Regions from separate parts of the Mus musculus genome. Here region 2 is linked to region 1. The links are chromatin contacts, called in public promoter capture Hi-C maps. All regions are on one chromosome and are shown on one strand. Each heading gives the region's core, a stretch centred on a gene start, on an enhancer-like site or on the middle of the called end of the contact. The rest is flanking DNA. Distances are from core to core; before and after follow the strand shown. Region 1 overlaps Ncor2 (nuclear receptor co-repressor 2). Region 2 overlaps Scarb1 (scavenger receptor class B, member 1).

Region 1 (7,655 bases), core at 4,738-7,237:
TTGGACCTTCTACCTCCAACTACGCTGCTACATCACACCACCTGGTCTGTGTCACAGCTGGAGGACACCAGCATTTATTTCTCCCTGGAGCCTTCTATGGCTACCTTCGAAGCCCTTCCAGATCTTAGCTCCAGGTTGCCTCAAATGGGTAGAAGGGTGTCCCTGTACATATTTGAATGCTCAGTCACCAAGGAGTGACACTATTTGAAAGGATTAGAAGGTGTGGTCTTGTTGGAGGTAATGTGTCACTGGGAGCAGGCTTTAAGGTTTCAAAAGCCCAAGTCAGGCTCAGGATCAGTGTACAAAGCTCTCCTCCTCCCTCCCTTCCCCACTGTGTCTCTCTTCACCTGTGGAAGAGGATTAGCTAAGCTCTCAACCACTTCTCCTGGAACTGTACGCCAGCCAAGGATTAAATGTTTTCTTCTGGAAGAACTGCCTTGGTCATGTTATCTATTCACAGCAATAGAACAGAGACTAAGACACCCTGATTTCTGGTCTCAGTCTCATGTTGACCCCTACAAACCAGCCACAGAGTCCATGGTAGGCAGGGCCACCTGTGTTGTGGCAGATGGAGGGTGCTCCCCGTGTTTGCAGAATACACAAGAGCCAAAGCTCGCCGGATGCCTCTCACCTGCCCTTGTCACCTCCTTCGGGTTCGTCCACCTCATCGGCACTGCAGGTGGCACTGGAGTCACTGTCCTGGGTGGCACCTGAGCTGGAACCCTTGGTCACAGCTGCCTTGCTACCAGCCTCCTCCACCTTAAGTGGTGCCTCAGACACAGTTTCAATGGCCTCTGTGCCCTTGGCTTTGTCTTCAGGCTCTTCCTCGGTCTCCTCCTTGTGGTCACTCTTTACACTCTCCGGGGGCTCCTCAGAGGCCTCGGGCTCCTCTGGCTTTCCCACATCGATCTCCTCGGCCTCAGACTTCTGCTCCTTGGCATCCTCTGTCTGGGGAGCTGGAGCAGCCGGGGCTTCTTGTTCATCCTTGTCCACAGTAGCCGGGGGTGCGGCAGGTGATGGGGAAGGCTCTGGGGATGGTGGGCCACTGGCATCAGGGACTGGGGAGGGCTCAGCAGGGGCTACTGCCGGTTCTTCTGGAGGAGGAACAGGTGGCTGGGTGGCAGCGGGCAATGCTTCAGTGCCAGTGGGTTTAGGCCCAGTGTCCTTCGTGGCTTCTGAACGCGGGGATGGGACACTCTCAGTATCAGAGCTGTTGTTGACAGCAGCTACATGCAGGATAAGAGGAAAAGAGAGGATCAGCTACTACATAGGATGTGACAGCCCTCTCAAGGAATAGCAGAACAACCCCAGGCTATGACCCTCCCGGTGAGCCTTGTCCCTCACTAGCCCTTATAGCTTGCAACTTTGGCTTCTCTTTCCCGCTGCCCACAGACTGACCAAACCCAACCCCTAGAATCCTTAGGTAGCCAGTGCCCCTACAAGGCCAATCCAAGGACAACCTCAAGACAGGCCTTCATCGGAGGTCTGTAGATACGGTCTGAACGCCACTCAGCTCAGTGCCCAACTTTTGGTACTGCCAATGGGAAGTTCAGGGCTTCTCTCAAGCTTCAGTTTCCCCATCCACAGAAGGGGGAAGCAAACCTCCATGGATGCTGAGCAGGAGAGCCATGTTTAGGCCCGGGGACCATGAAAGCATTACAATATGGCTGACAACCCAGCATGATACAGGGCCACTGCATCGAAGTCCTCCTTGAAGGAGTATGTCTGCTGCTCCATCTCCCATGGGTTTAAGGTGCTGTGTGTGTGTGTGTGTGTGTGTGTGTGTGTGTGTTCCTCCATTTTCTGCAAACTAGACACCTGGAGACAAGGCTGAGGACAGGGGACAGGGAAGGGTCCCAAAGAGAGGAAAGGCAGGTAGGGAGGGCATGCTGCCCACAGTTGCATCGGGGAATAGACACTTTGTAGGAGGAAAAAAGCAGAGGCAGAAGCAGCACCCAAGGACAAGGGATGGGGATGTAAGGTCTTGGATACTCCACTATGCCCCCCAACTCAGCCAAAAGCTACATTCTTACCTGGGCCACTGCACTCCCCAACTCTGGGAACCTCATTCCCAGAGGCCTGTGAGGCTGGAAGGAAGAAAGTTAGAGAGGAGTCAGAGCTGGGGTGGTACAGCAAATTCTGTACAAAGGGGAGAGGGTGTGACTCGCAGAGGGCAGGGGACCCAAGACAGCTTCCATGAGACCCACTAGGCTCAGCTCCCAAGGGAGGCCCTGGCCACCCACCCCTCCGCCCCAGTGCAAGGTCAAGGTATGTCCAGGGTCAACAGAGGTGTGTGTGAGTGCCAGGGCTACAAACCAATGAGGCCCTAACCAATGTGCCTTCCAGCCTTATCAGTCAGTCCCCAGCCTCCCCAGCTTCTCAGTACCCTTGTAGCCCAGAGCTTGACAGCTCTCCCGGAACAGATATCGGTAACAGCAGCAGGGAGCAGGCCCCAAGCACACAGGGCGTGACCCTCAGAGACCTCAAGACCAGGGTACTTAAGAAGCACAATGACAGGTGAGGAAATCACATAGCCTGGGCCACCAAGTGGGCCATGGCCTCTGGTCTTCCTTTTAGCAGCCCAACGACAGGACACAGGAGGCCAAAGCCACTGAAGTCCTGTGGACAAGCAGGCCAGCCCCCATCGTGAGTGTTGGTGTCTACGACTTGCTGTCAGTTAGTTATGTCTATACCAGAAGCCCTCAGAGACATGAAGGGACTGTGACAACTGTGACTGGACCCTTAAGCACTACATTTGGGCAGGGAAGGAATGGCTGGAGGCCCAGCTCTGCACTGAGGCATTCCACCAGGCACCCATGTGCCCCAGGCATGGTCACAGAGCCTGGACATAGTAGGCACTTTACAGACCCAGACATCAAGTAACAGGAAGATCACTAGGCCCCTTCCCCTGGACGCCAAAGAGACACAGAGCAGAGGGCTATGACCAAGCTGCCAAACTAGGTCTTAGGGACCTGGAATGACTCCACCATGCCTCAGTCACTCCTCAGCCACCTCCTCGGCCTGTGGTGACAGAGACAAGGCCATATATGGCTGCCATGACTGTTACCACACAAGGAAGTCTGAGGTCAAGTGGTCCCTAGCCTGGACCTCAGCCTTTCTAGCCCATTGCTCTTGGGTGGGAGAGGTTAGCTGCCCCAAGAATTCTCGGGTGGTGAGAGGCCTCGGCTGGCCCCGTCTCTGCTCCTAAGCAGATGTGTAACCATCCCCCTCCCCAGGATTTGGGGCTCACAGTCACTCCCCTCTTCTGTGGGCAGCTCTGTCTCCACCACTTCCCCTCCATGCTGTCTATGTCCATGCTCATGAGGGTGGCTGGGAGCCTCAACCAAGAGCCTAGGGCCCAGCCGAGGATGCTGAGACGACTTATGCCAGGCCTATGGAGAAAGCAGGTGAACGAACTATGGGGATCTGGGGCCAGAAGCCTGGGGTCTAGTCAGGGCTCCTCTGTGCTCAGCCCTAGGCCTGGCCCAGGAAAGCAGGGATGCCTAGAAGATGGAGACATAGGACAGTGTGCGTGTGCCTGTGCGTGCGCGTTCACTCCCCCTCCCCTCCGTCCCCACCTCCCAGGACAACAGTGACCTCACCTTCTGCCTCCTCCGCCAGCTCTTCCTCATTGGCACTTGCGCCTGATGCTTCCATCTCTTCGTCCTCAGCGGCAGGTGGGAAGGCTGTCTCCTCGCTCGCCGCAGCTGGGGTCTTCTTCTTCTTCCTCCGAGCGTTCCTCTCCTTCTCCTGGGACAGGACAGTAGCGGTCACGGCTGGGGACGCCCTATGTCTGAGGCCTGGTCCCGGCTGCGAGAGCAGTGAGTTTGGCTGCACGGCTGTGTGGGTAGGTAGCCTTCCCACTCAGCCCGTGGCAGTGGCCATGCAGGCCAGAGCTATTTTTACCATAGACGCTTCATAGCACGGTGTGTCCCAGTGGGACCCTGGGTGCAGGCTGGGCCAGGCCACAGTGTCACAGTGCACACTTTAGGCACAAGTGGAGGGGCTGTGGATACAGACTCAGGGATATATAACATGGCCACTACCCTCCAAAGCCAGCAACACACACCCTAAAGTTTGGACTCAGGGGACTGGCCAGGGACCACAGTGGGATCAAATGGGGAAAAAAAAAAGGGCACAGGCCAAGTCAGCTGGGTGGGTGATCAGGATTCTATAGGAATCGACACTGGAGTCCTTGTCTAAGTGCAGAGGGAAAAATGATCTAGCATGGGGTAAGCCTCTCTCACCCGGGCAAGGCTCTGGCTGAGAGACGCCTATTTACAAAGGCTCTAGGGTGTGGATGAGCCATACTGTCGTCTTGCTTTTCCCTCAAACCACCTCTACTCCCCACACTCAGGGCCTAGCATCACCCTCCCAGCACAGAAGCATTCAAAACCCTCCCCTGGCTGGACTTCCGTGATCCTCCACTGAGCTGGGTCGAAGCCCAGAGCAGCCGAGGCTTCCCTAAGCTTGGGATTCAAAGCAGCAGTCAGGACATGCACTAGTCTTGAAACGATGTAGCCTGGGGTAAGCCTGATCTAGTATGAGGGACAGAATGTGGTCCAGGCGCCCTCATATCTCAGCTGATGCCCTCCGTGCTGGTCTGGCAACATCCACAGGGCTGTCCGAGCGGAGCACAGGCCAGGAGGGAAGGGGTGTGGTGGGTGGAGACATGCTGCAACTGACCAGCTCTTTCAGGGGAAGATGGCAGCGGGGGTCATAGGTTAGAAAAAAACCACCAAGATCAGAAGCTGGTGACAGACCATAGCTCTGCTACACCTGACTGGTGACATTCTGTCCTGGGAACATAGCAGGACCATGCTCTGAGGCTTGCTGTGTCCATTGTCCCAGGATCCTGGGACACAGAACAAAAGGCAGATGTATGCCTGTCAGTCCATCACTGTCTCTATTGCCAATACTAGGCCACAGACTTGTTCTAAGTATACACAGACCTCGTGGACATTTGACTTGCCACCCCCGCCCACACAGGGTCTGGTCTTGGCACCTCCCAAGAGGCCCAGGCTCCAGTCTGCGGGTGCGAGGATGCTGTGGCATGGGGCTGGGGATCCCCTTCCTTCGTCTATCTTTAGCAACAGGAACTAGGCAGCAGGTTGCAAGGACACTCACAGGAAACGGGAGCCCATCAGCCTGGCAGAGTCATGGACAGACGACAGAGCACACCCTGTGTTTCTAGAGCCTATGGGACACCCGGCCCTGTATAGCCCCAGTGACAAAGGGCTGGTAAGCGTGTGTAAGCGCTGTTTTGGAGATATGAACTCACATCACAGATGGCATTTCCTAAGCACCTACTGCACACCAGCAATCTGCAAGGCGTCAAGTCACACGTACACACAGCTACCCTGCCTGCCACACAGCCGTCACCACTCCAGGCAGCCCCTAACACTTGACATCAGCTCCAGATCACTAGTCCTGCCACTCTGCCTAGTCTAAGTCTGCTTCTCCAGGCCCCACGCCAGCCCCAGGGACTTTACACAGGCTGTTCCCTGCCTGAACACCCTTCCCCCAGAGAGCGAACACTCACTTCCTTCAACGTCATCTCCCCAGAGGCCCTCTCTGATTTCCCTGGGGGATTAACCAATGCTCTGCAAAAACCCTCACTCTCTCTGCATCTCTGTCTCCGCACCTCTGGGGCCACAAGCTGGAAGTTACGGGAGTTACAGCATCTTGACGAGACTTATTCCTCGTCAACTGGGACCTCTGCCTGCTCCAACTGCCTCCCTCCCACAGCTGGAGTAGAGTCACCACACACTCCATAACCACGTCATTCCATAAATGAGCCAACACCAGAGAGGATGACACCGACGACTCAGAGACACAAAGCGCAGAGTCAAGGAGGCCCGCCTGCCAGAGTTCAAATACATCCCTGCCTGGAGCGTCTCCCAGCAGCCACAGAGAGAAGACAGCAGAAGGAAGCAAGGCCGGCAGGGCCAGCGCCCAGATGACACACTGAGCAACCTGGAGGCCGAGCCCTGAGGGCCAGGACACAGACAGAAGGGCAGCCTTTGGCCACACGGAGGGGGAGGGAGACCTCAGAGAGGACAAGGCTGCCAAATGTTACATAACCTGCGACATGCAGGCTCCGCCCAAGCTCCCGGTTTCTGATGAGTCTCCAGCAGCCATGTGCAGGCCAGGCCTGGGATGAGAGGCAGGGACACCCACTGACCTCCTGCCTCCCCTGTTCTCTGGGTGGCTGAGGGTGGCATGCCTTCCTGCTTTCAGACGGGGCCGGGCCAGCAGCCAAAGGCCCTAGCCACTGCTTCAGGACTCAGAGAACAGAAGTGAACCTCTTAGTTCTTGTCATTTTCTTTTTGAGACACGGTCCTGTAGCCTAGGCTGGCCCTGAACTCCTGATCCTCCGGGCTCAAGCATCCTTAGTGCAGCTTGGCCTACCCTCTTTACAGTGGCAGCCTGATGCCGAGTGGGTGAGAACAGACAGCCCAGGTCAGGGGCTGCCACAGGCCAGCTCATACACTCATACAACACGGTACTCGCTCTGTACTTCAGGGGCCTCCGCCTCTGCTCACTGCTCTTATCATGATCCTCAGGACCAGCCAGCCAGCTCTTGAGGTTGCCTGGGGAGAGAATCAGCCCACCTCCTCTACAGGCCTCCGCCAGGGCAGCCACCTGAATGACAAAGCTAAGAACGGGGCAGGGGTCCCCTTTCCTGGGCAGCCTGCCTCCATCCCATTCAGACCAGAGTCACCTCAGCTCAATAGCTCACCATGATTCCCACATCCCACTAAGTAGTAAGCTCCTCCAGACACTCCAACCACGCCTTTGCCCACTATACACAAACTCTGTCCTACTCTGTGACCTGGGCCAGACACTGGACTTTCCTCAGTGGAAGGTACCTGCTCCTCATACACTCCTGAAGCAGGTGGGAACTGAGGCCCAGAGGCCAGGCTGTGCGCTCTGAGCACAAGCTACAGGGCCAGAGCACACTCCCACCGGGCAGAGCCCTATGTCCTTTGGAGGGACTCCATGCACGCAGGCTTGCATCCATCTATCACCTGGGATAGACATACCACACCACAAAGACCCTGAGCCCTCTGCCATCTGGCTTTAGCTGGTGGGGAGCTGGCGAATTGCCTAGTGTCCCCTTTTCAAGTACTGCCCTGTCACTTGGGAGGAGCTGTTATCCTTCCCATTTCACAGGCAGAGAAACTGAGGCACAGAGCAGATAAGACTCTTAGCTAAAAAGCCACACAGCCTGTAAGTGGCACAGCCTAGACAAACACACACACACACACACCCCTACACCTATCAGCAGACAGCCCCTTGGTAATTGCTGCATAGTGATCGCAAGGGCTTCAGGTACCTAGAGGACATGGGATGGGTAGCTATGACATCAGTGACAGGGGTATCACAAAGAGCAAGCAGGCAGGAAGCCCCACAGAGGGCCTCCCATTCACGGGCACCTCCTTCCTGTCCGTGTCACTGTCCCCTCCACCTACTTTCTAGCTAAAGAAGTGGCTCAGTAGGGAGAAGCTGGTCAGGTCACATGGTGCTCAGACCACAAGCTCAGACCTGGCCCCTTTTAGATGACTATGTCCTTGGGTCCACTGTCCCACCGGGGGTCATTGAGAGCAGAGGGAGCAGTTCCCTGGAGACATGGAGAGTTGGGCAGTCATATG
Region 2 (7,172 bases), core at 830-3,329, 270 kb after region 1:
AACCACATGGCTCACACCCATCCGTAATGAGATCTGACGCCCTCTTCTGGAGTGTCTGAAGACAGCTACAGTGTACTTACATAAAATAAATAAATCTAAAGATAAATCTATAAATAATAAATAAATAAATAAATAAATAAATAAATAAACTGGCATGGGAGGTAGGAGAGTGGCAGAGAGCTTAACTAGCACCTACGAAGCTCTGGGCTCAAACTCCGGCACCACCAAATATACATTTACTTATATATATAAATATATATAACATAAATATAGTATACATTTTGTAGATTTATATAAATATATAATTTATATACACACACATAATTTACGATCAAGTGTGGTGGTGCATGCCATTAATCCCAGCACTTAGGAGGAAAAGGCAGGTGCATCTCTGTAAGTTCGAGGCTAGCCTGATCTACATAGTGAGTTCCGAGGCTAGCCTGATCTACACAGTGAGTTCCTGGTCAGCCTACACTACACAATAAGAGCTTGCCTCAGAATAAACAAACATGCAAACTTGAGAATCATGGGGGAGAACACCCAACCTAGACTCTGGTATCCACAAGTACACAGAAATGCACCCACCTACACATATACACACACTCATAGATGTATGCTCACACACACACACACACACACACACACCTCAGAAATGCAAACTGAAACACCCACAGGTCGTCTTCTTCAAGAAGGCTGGTCACACAGAACTCTGAGAGGGTGAATGGACACTTGTGTAACCAGCCTGCTAACAGTAGGCAGCCAGCTGCCTACTCAAACATCCCAGGGACCAATCTGAAGCCACCCAATGTGGCAGGTCCCAGGAAGTGTGTTGCGTATGCTGTATATGGTTGATAGAGTTGGAAAAACCAGGGCATCTGTCACCATGGTAACAGACAAGCTCTCACAGACATTAAACAGGGAGACCAGGCAACAGCAAGGAGCCAGGAGCCAGATATGCACACGGGCAACCCAGATAAGATGGTAACACCTGGCTAAGTGATTGGCCAGTGCTGGGATATGCCACCACCTCCCTGGACACTGTAACCAGAATACTAGAATCTACCTTTATTCCCACAGAAAATGACAGAAAAAGAAGACACCTGATGTCATCTTTGGGTCTGTAGGTCTGTATGCACACACACACACACACACACACACTCGTGCATACGCAAAAACTCATGCACACACACACAAACATACATGTGCACGTACACACACAAGTAAATACATAAACAAAATAAACATAAAACCCCCTGGGGTTTTTTTTTGGGTTTTTTTTGGGGGGGGTGGTTTTTTGAGACAGGGTTTCTCTGTATAGCCCTGCCTGTCCTGGAACTCACTCTGTAGACCAGGCTGGCCTCGAACTCTGAAATCCACCTGCCTCTGCCTCCCAAGTGCTGGGATTAAAGGCGTGCGCCACCACCACTGCCCAGCAAACCCCCTGTTCTTGTGTGATTTTTCCTTGAGACTCTTTCTATTCACCCCAAAGTGACACCTGACCTAAGAGGAGATTCTGGCCCATCAGATGGGGTGCAGCAATGATACTGGGGTCACTTATAGAAGCACGGATGACTCAAAGGCAGCTGTGTGACCCCACCCCATCCCTAGCAACTGCTTACTGCATGGCTACTCCAGGGCACCTCTTCATTCCCACAAGACCCAGTCTTTCAAGGGTCCCAGCCACTAATCACAGAGACTCTGATTTCAAGGTGTCCACATAGCGTCATTGCCTGAAGCGTTCCAGGTGCCGAACCACTCCCACCTGTCTACCCCACCCCCATGCCTCAAACTGTATTGGAATGTACTGGATTCAGAGCCCATGATGGGGCCACAGTAGGTTAAAAAAAAAAAAGGAGGCAATAAATTAGTCAGGATGGTCCCTGATGCGGTGTGACCGGAGTCTACAGCAAGAAGAGCTAGGAGAGAGATACTGAGGATAGCAGCAGGGAGACAGGGAAAGGCAGGCAGTGGCTGCAAGCTAGACAGCAGGAGCAGCCATGGCAGCCAAGGGCATGCAGCCTCCAGAAGAGCCAGAAAGGAAGCGGATGTTGCTTAAGTCACACAGCTGATGGCCTTTCACGATGATGGCCTGGTAAAGCAAGTCACCTAAGGCAGAGAGGTGAGCCAATGGCACTAGGTCACATAGCTGGGAGAAGGCTGAGCCAACACCTGGACCCCAGCCCAAGGCCTCGGAACGTAAGCTCTCACCCACAGTGATGTGGATGGATGGGACTGAAGCAGATGGAAGAACGTACTCAAGATCGAAGCCAGAGAGAGGATGAGCCACAGAGGGAGACACTGACAGGAGGAGACAGGGAAGGAGAGAGAGAGGACATGACAAGTGAGCATGTGTCCACACCCCACAGCACCACGCTCCCCACACCCACAAGAGCCACTAGCTACCTGCTGCCACCGGCTAAAGACAGATAAACACAATGTGACATCTATACCATTAAAAACCGCACACACACACAAAACATTGTCCAGTCACAGAGAGTTAGGAGGCACAGGTATACGCTATTACATAGATGAACTTGAAAAAAACGGGCCACAGCCAGGATGCAAATGTGGTCAGGCTTGGCGGTGCGCATCTGTGGGCCTTGCATGCCAGAGACTGAGACAGAAAGACTGATACCAGGTTAGTCTGAGCTACAGAGCAGGCTTGGTCTCCAAACAAACAAACAAACAAAGCAACGAAAGCAAAATGCCACAGCAATAAAGTCAGAGTTTGTAGACACTAAAGGAAGTTCAAAACCAGACCAAGTCGGATATATAGGGATGGTTCTACAAAAGGCAAGGAGCACCCAAGGGTGGTGGCTCCCTCCAGCAGGGCCTCGGGACCATGAGGCTCCATCTTTTCACCTGGGGCTGATTTAACCTGACGGATGTGTATTATGACCTTTGTTAGAACTTTGTACTATTTCACAATAATAAGAAAGGAAGCGCAAGAGGCACAGTGAGGGCTGGGAACAGACAGGAGAAGGAGATCCCGAGGCCAGCGCAGGTCAGGACCCCAGCTACAATGGAGCACTGGCTAAGATGGGCTCTCAGCCCAGGGGAGCCTCCTGGGCTAAGAGGCCAGATGAGGGGACCAGGGCCAGGGCTTAGAATTTCTGCAGGGCTCAGAGGTCAGGATGGGGGTTGGGGTGGCGGTAGGGAGCAGAGCAGGATGAGCCCCCAGGTCCCACCTTCCTGGGCCTCCAACTCCAGAAGGCCAGCTCTGACATGCCAGGACTCCTACAGCTGCAAGGGTGGGTGGGAGCCCTGAGCTGGCCTCAGCCTGGTCGTCAGAGGGATCAACACCTCTCCGAACATGGAGGTGGGGCTGGGAAAGCCAGGAAACTCAAGCAGAAGCTGGTGCAAGAAACTCTAAGCCCCGCTGCTCGCACTGCCTGCTCAGCCAGGATAACCCTAGGCAGTTTATGTGCAGGGTCTGTGGGAAGAGCACATAGCAACCACAACCAGGGCGCCCTGCCTAGAAGGTGGCCATCAGCTCCTGGGAAACAAGGCTTGCAGAACAGGTGGCAAGAGAGGCCTGGTTGTACCACTGATAGGAGGAAGGAGATCCACACAGGACAAACCTCTAAACTTAACAGCTACAACCAAATATGGACTCTGTGGGCAAGCCTGCCACCCCAGGCTAAAGCAGGAGGACTGAACATCCAAGGCTAGCCTGGGACACTTAGTGAGACTAACTTTAATAATAATATTAGGAAAGAGTTGGGCTTTCAAAATGGCTCAGCAAGTAAAGGTGCTTGCTGTCAACATGACAGAAAAGGGAACTGACAAACTAGGGATGTCCTCTAATCGCTATACAAACAAACAAACAAACAAACAAAAATAAGGGCCAGAGAGACCGCTTAGCAGTTAAAAGCATGGAGTGCTATTGCAGAGACCCTAAGTTCCATTTCCAGTACCCTATAGTCAGGTGGCTCACTAGAACTCTTGCTCCAGGGGATCTGGCGCCTTCATGTGGCCTCCACAGGCACCTGCACTCATGTGCACATACCCACACAAAGACACATAATTTAAAAAAAAAATCTTTAAATAAGTAAGTGTAAAAAGGTTTTTAAGGAGAAAGGACTGGGGATATGGCACATCAAGCAGGAGACCCCAGGTTCAGTTCCTACCCTGGCAGAAAATAAGTAAGACAGATTTGAATGGAAAAAGGACAGAGCTGGAGGCAGAGGCCTCACACACAGGGGCCAGCCTGTAGCTGCAGGCTGTGGGCAGGAGGATAAGTGACCTTGACTCTAACAGAGGTCTACGCACATTCTCTGCAGGGCCAAGAGGTTTGGGTGAGTGCCAATGTGACCCACTGTCCCATTGTGTCAGCGATTTTTCCAAAACAATAATTTTTAAAAGAAAAACCTAGACGTGGGGAGGGAGAACAGCCGGTGGCTGAGTTTACTGGGACATGGCTAGCCAGCAAGGTACTTGGGCAACTGCAGAATCAGTCTTGAGACATCCCCAGCCACTCTTAAGGCTGGTGGGAAAGCTGGGTGTGCCATGAGCATGCCCTGTGACATCTCAGAGCAGGATGTAGAAGAGAAGTCAGTTGCAAGCATTGATGACAGGTCCCCGAGGATGTGTGCATCAGCATACTGAGCGATACTCAGCAGCTTGTTATTCTAGGTGTTTAACAGGTATGATCTCCTCAGACACAGGACACTATTAAGAACACGGTGAAAAGGCACAGAGGAATTAAGGCACTTGCCCGAGGTTACCCAGCAGGGAATTGGCAGAGCCATCCCCCGCAAGGCTCAAGCCCAGAGACTTTCCAATGGGTTTACAACCTTGGCAGTGACCCTCCAGGAACACACTCACCTCCCACCTCTCCTCCAGGCAGACGGCAAACATGTGGGTAGCCAGAGAGCCCAGCTCGGCTTACAAAGAGACACTAGCAGAAGCTCAGCTTCAGTCCCCATACTGCTCCAGAAGGACATGGCGTACCTCAGAGTCTTGGGTAAGAGCCAACAGCTGCTCTGTCTGGGGCGTGAGCCGACTCCTGAGCTATATTGCAGAACACGTCCAGAGCAGATTACCTCCTCTGCATCTGAGCCTGATGCCGAGTGTAGTGAAGGGCGCGGAGGCTTGGGCTGGTTCTCGCTGTTTGCATCCTACGGCGCACTCAGAGCCTCAGAGAAGGCGCATAGAGCTTGAACTTTGGTATACCGGGTCCTGACATCTCTCCTACTTTATCAAAACACCTCCTCCCACTCCTACAGTCAGATGAGAGCAAAGAAGAGGTAGGTGGGAGGGAGCTGGGAGACTGCCCGAAGTCACCAGAAAACAACATGACTAGCCCTCACTTACCGAGATCTCTTATCTTTCCCTAGCCCAGCACCCCACTTCCCCGGCCAGCCTGGCAGTTAACCTGGCCCACGACCAGCTAACACTGGCTACCAACTATGGCCTTGAACAGATCACAGCTCCCTCTGAGATCTGGGTCCTTAAAGAGAAAAATAAAACACAGGCGCTAAGCTGGGCGGTGATGGCACACACATTTAATTCCAGCACTTGGGAGGCAGAGGCAGACAGATCTCTGTGAGTTCGAGGCCAGCCTGGTCTACTGATTGAGTTCTAAGACAGTCAGGGCTACACAGAGAAACCCAGTCTCAAGAAACAAAATAAAAACAAAAACAAAAGCATGAGGGCAGGAGAGATGACTTAGCCAATAAAGCCCCAGCAGCCAAGCCTGCCTGAGTTCAACCCCATGCATAATGGTAGAAGAAGAAAACTGACTCTTGCAAGTTGTCCTCTGCCCTCTACACATGTGTAGTACACATATGGCACCCCTACCCTCCACAATACACACAAATAAACAAACATGTGATTTTAACAAACAAAAAGATGGGCCAGGCACTACGGCACATGTCTTTACTCCCAGGATTTGGGAAGCAGAGGCAGAAGGATTGCCAAAAGTGTGAGGCCAGCCTGGGCTACAGTGTGAGCCCCTGCCTCAAATAATAATAATAATAATAATAATAATAATAATAATAATAAATAGGAAGGAGAAGCAGAAGCAGCCGTAGCCCGTAGCAAAATCTGGGCGTGGTGAAATACTCTAATCCTAGCACTCAGGAGGGAGGTAGAGGCAGATGGATCTCTATGAGTTCGAGGACAGCCTGGTCTACAAAGTAAGTTCCAGGCCAGCCAGGACTACATAGAGAAACCCTGTTTCAAAAAACCAAAATAACAATGAGGATAAGAATGAAATAAAATAAAAAGAGAGAAACCCAAGTAAGTACTTGAAGACCCAACAACCTAAGATTTATAAAATTTACCCTGGCGCGCTGCCTCCCCAATCAAAAAAGCCTGGAGCCAGCGTCAAAAAAAGCACCCATGTACGTACATAAGAGGCAGCGAGCGGAACCTGGGGTGATCCGGTGCTAACTAGGGGCCAAGGGTTCTGTCCTTACTCTGGCTACCTGTCTCCCTTGCCTCCTGCCAACCCATAGAACATCGCTCCATCCCCTCCTGAGTCCTCAGAGAGAGCGCCTCTTTCCAAAGAAAGCTTTCTTGACACACACTGATTGGCTCAAACATGAGCATGTGACCTAAGCCAATCAGAGGCAATGGACAGCCCCAAGCCCCGCCCCCTTCTCCCAGCCCTTAACGTCATTGCTTTGCATTTGTTATTGTTTTTTGCATTTGTTATTTGAGTGTATGTGTGAGGAGTGTGAATGTGCCTGAGGTACACCCACAGCGGTCAGAGGACAACTTGAAAGAGCCTGTTCTTTTCTTCCACTGTGTGGGTCCCAGGATCGAACGCCAATCAACAGGCTTGGTGGCAAGCATTACTCACTGAACCCTTTAGACAGCCTCTTTAGCCAGGGCTGGCCTCCAATTCCCTCTGTAGTCAGGATGACTTAACACCTGGTTCTCTTGTTTTCGCCTCTGGAATGCCAGGATTACAGGTGTGTAATGGCACCCAGTTTATTTTTGTTCTTCGCACCTGTGAGCCACACCTCCCAGGTCCTTCTATATAGATCACTGGCAGGAGAAAGCAGCTGTCCACTGCACCCCGCACTGCATCCCGCACTGCATCCCGCACTGCATCCCGCACTGGGGCAGGTTATCTGGAACTCCGGGGAGGAAGTGACTTCGCTTTATTCATAAACCTAAACTTGTCCCCTGCGGAGGACTGTACACGGACCACGTCAAACCAA

What was found. Capture Hi-C pulls out chosen DNA fragments and counts their contacts.
Region 2: a contact with region 1 is called in a promoter capture Hi-C map of liver. The contact joins two enhancer-like sites. A contact is called at or near these places in 3 of 9 other capture datasets (adipose tissue, liver and pancreatic islet).

The regions. Positions count from the first base shown.
Region 1 is chr5:125,047,309-125,054,963 of GRCm38.p6, forward strand. It overlaps Ncor2 (nuclear receptor co-repressor 2), which reads right to left. Exons shown (of 47, transcript NM_011424.3): 19 at 3,603-3,750; 20 at 2,034-2,087; 21 at 632-1,226. Among named protein-coding and RNA genes, the nearest start is that of Rflna, 48 kb to the left of the region's middle. Within about 2 kb of position 5,988, at least 187 of the 459 cell types and tissues checked have an H3K27ac peak or open chromatin away from gene starts, as enhancers often do. A contact at or near this core is called in liver, where this site is marked.
Region 2 is chr5:125,321,207-125,328,378 of GRCm38.p6, forward strand. The region is part of intron 1 of Scarb1 (scavenger receptor class B, member 1); the gene reads right to left. Among named protein-coding and RNA genes, the nearest start is that of Scarb1, 16 kb to the right of the region's middle. Within about 2 kb of position 2,080, at least 7 of the 459 cell types and tissues checked have an H3K27ac peak or open chromatin away from gene starts, as enhancers often do. A contact at or near this core is called in liver, where this site is marked.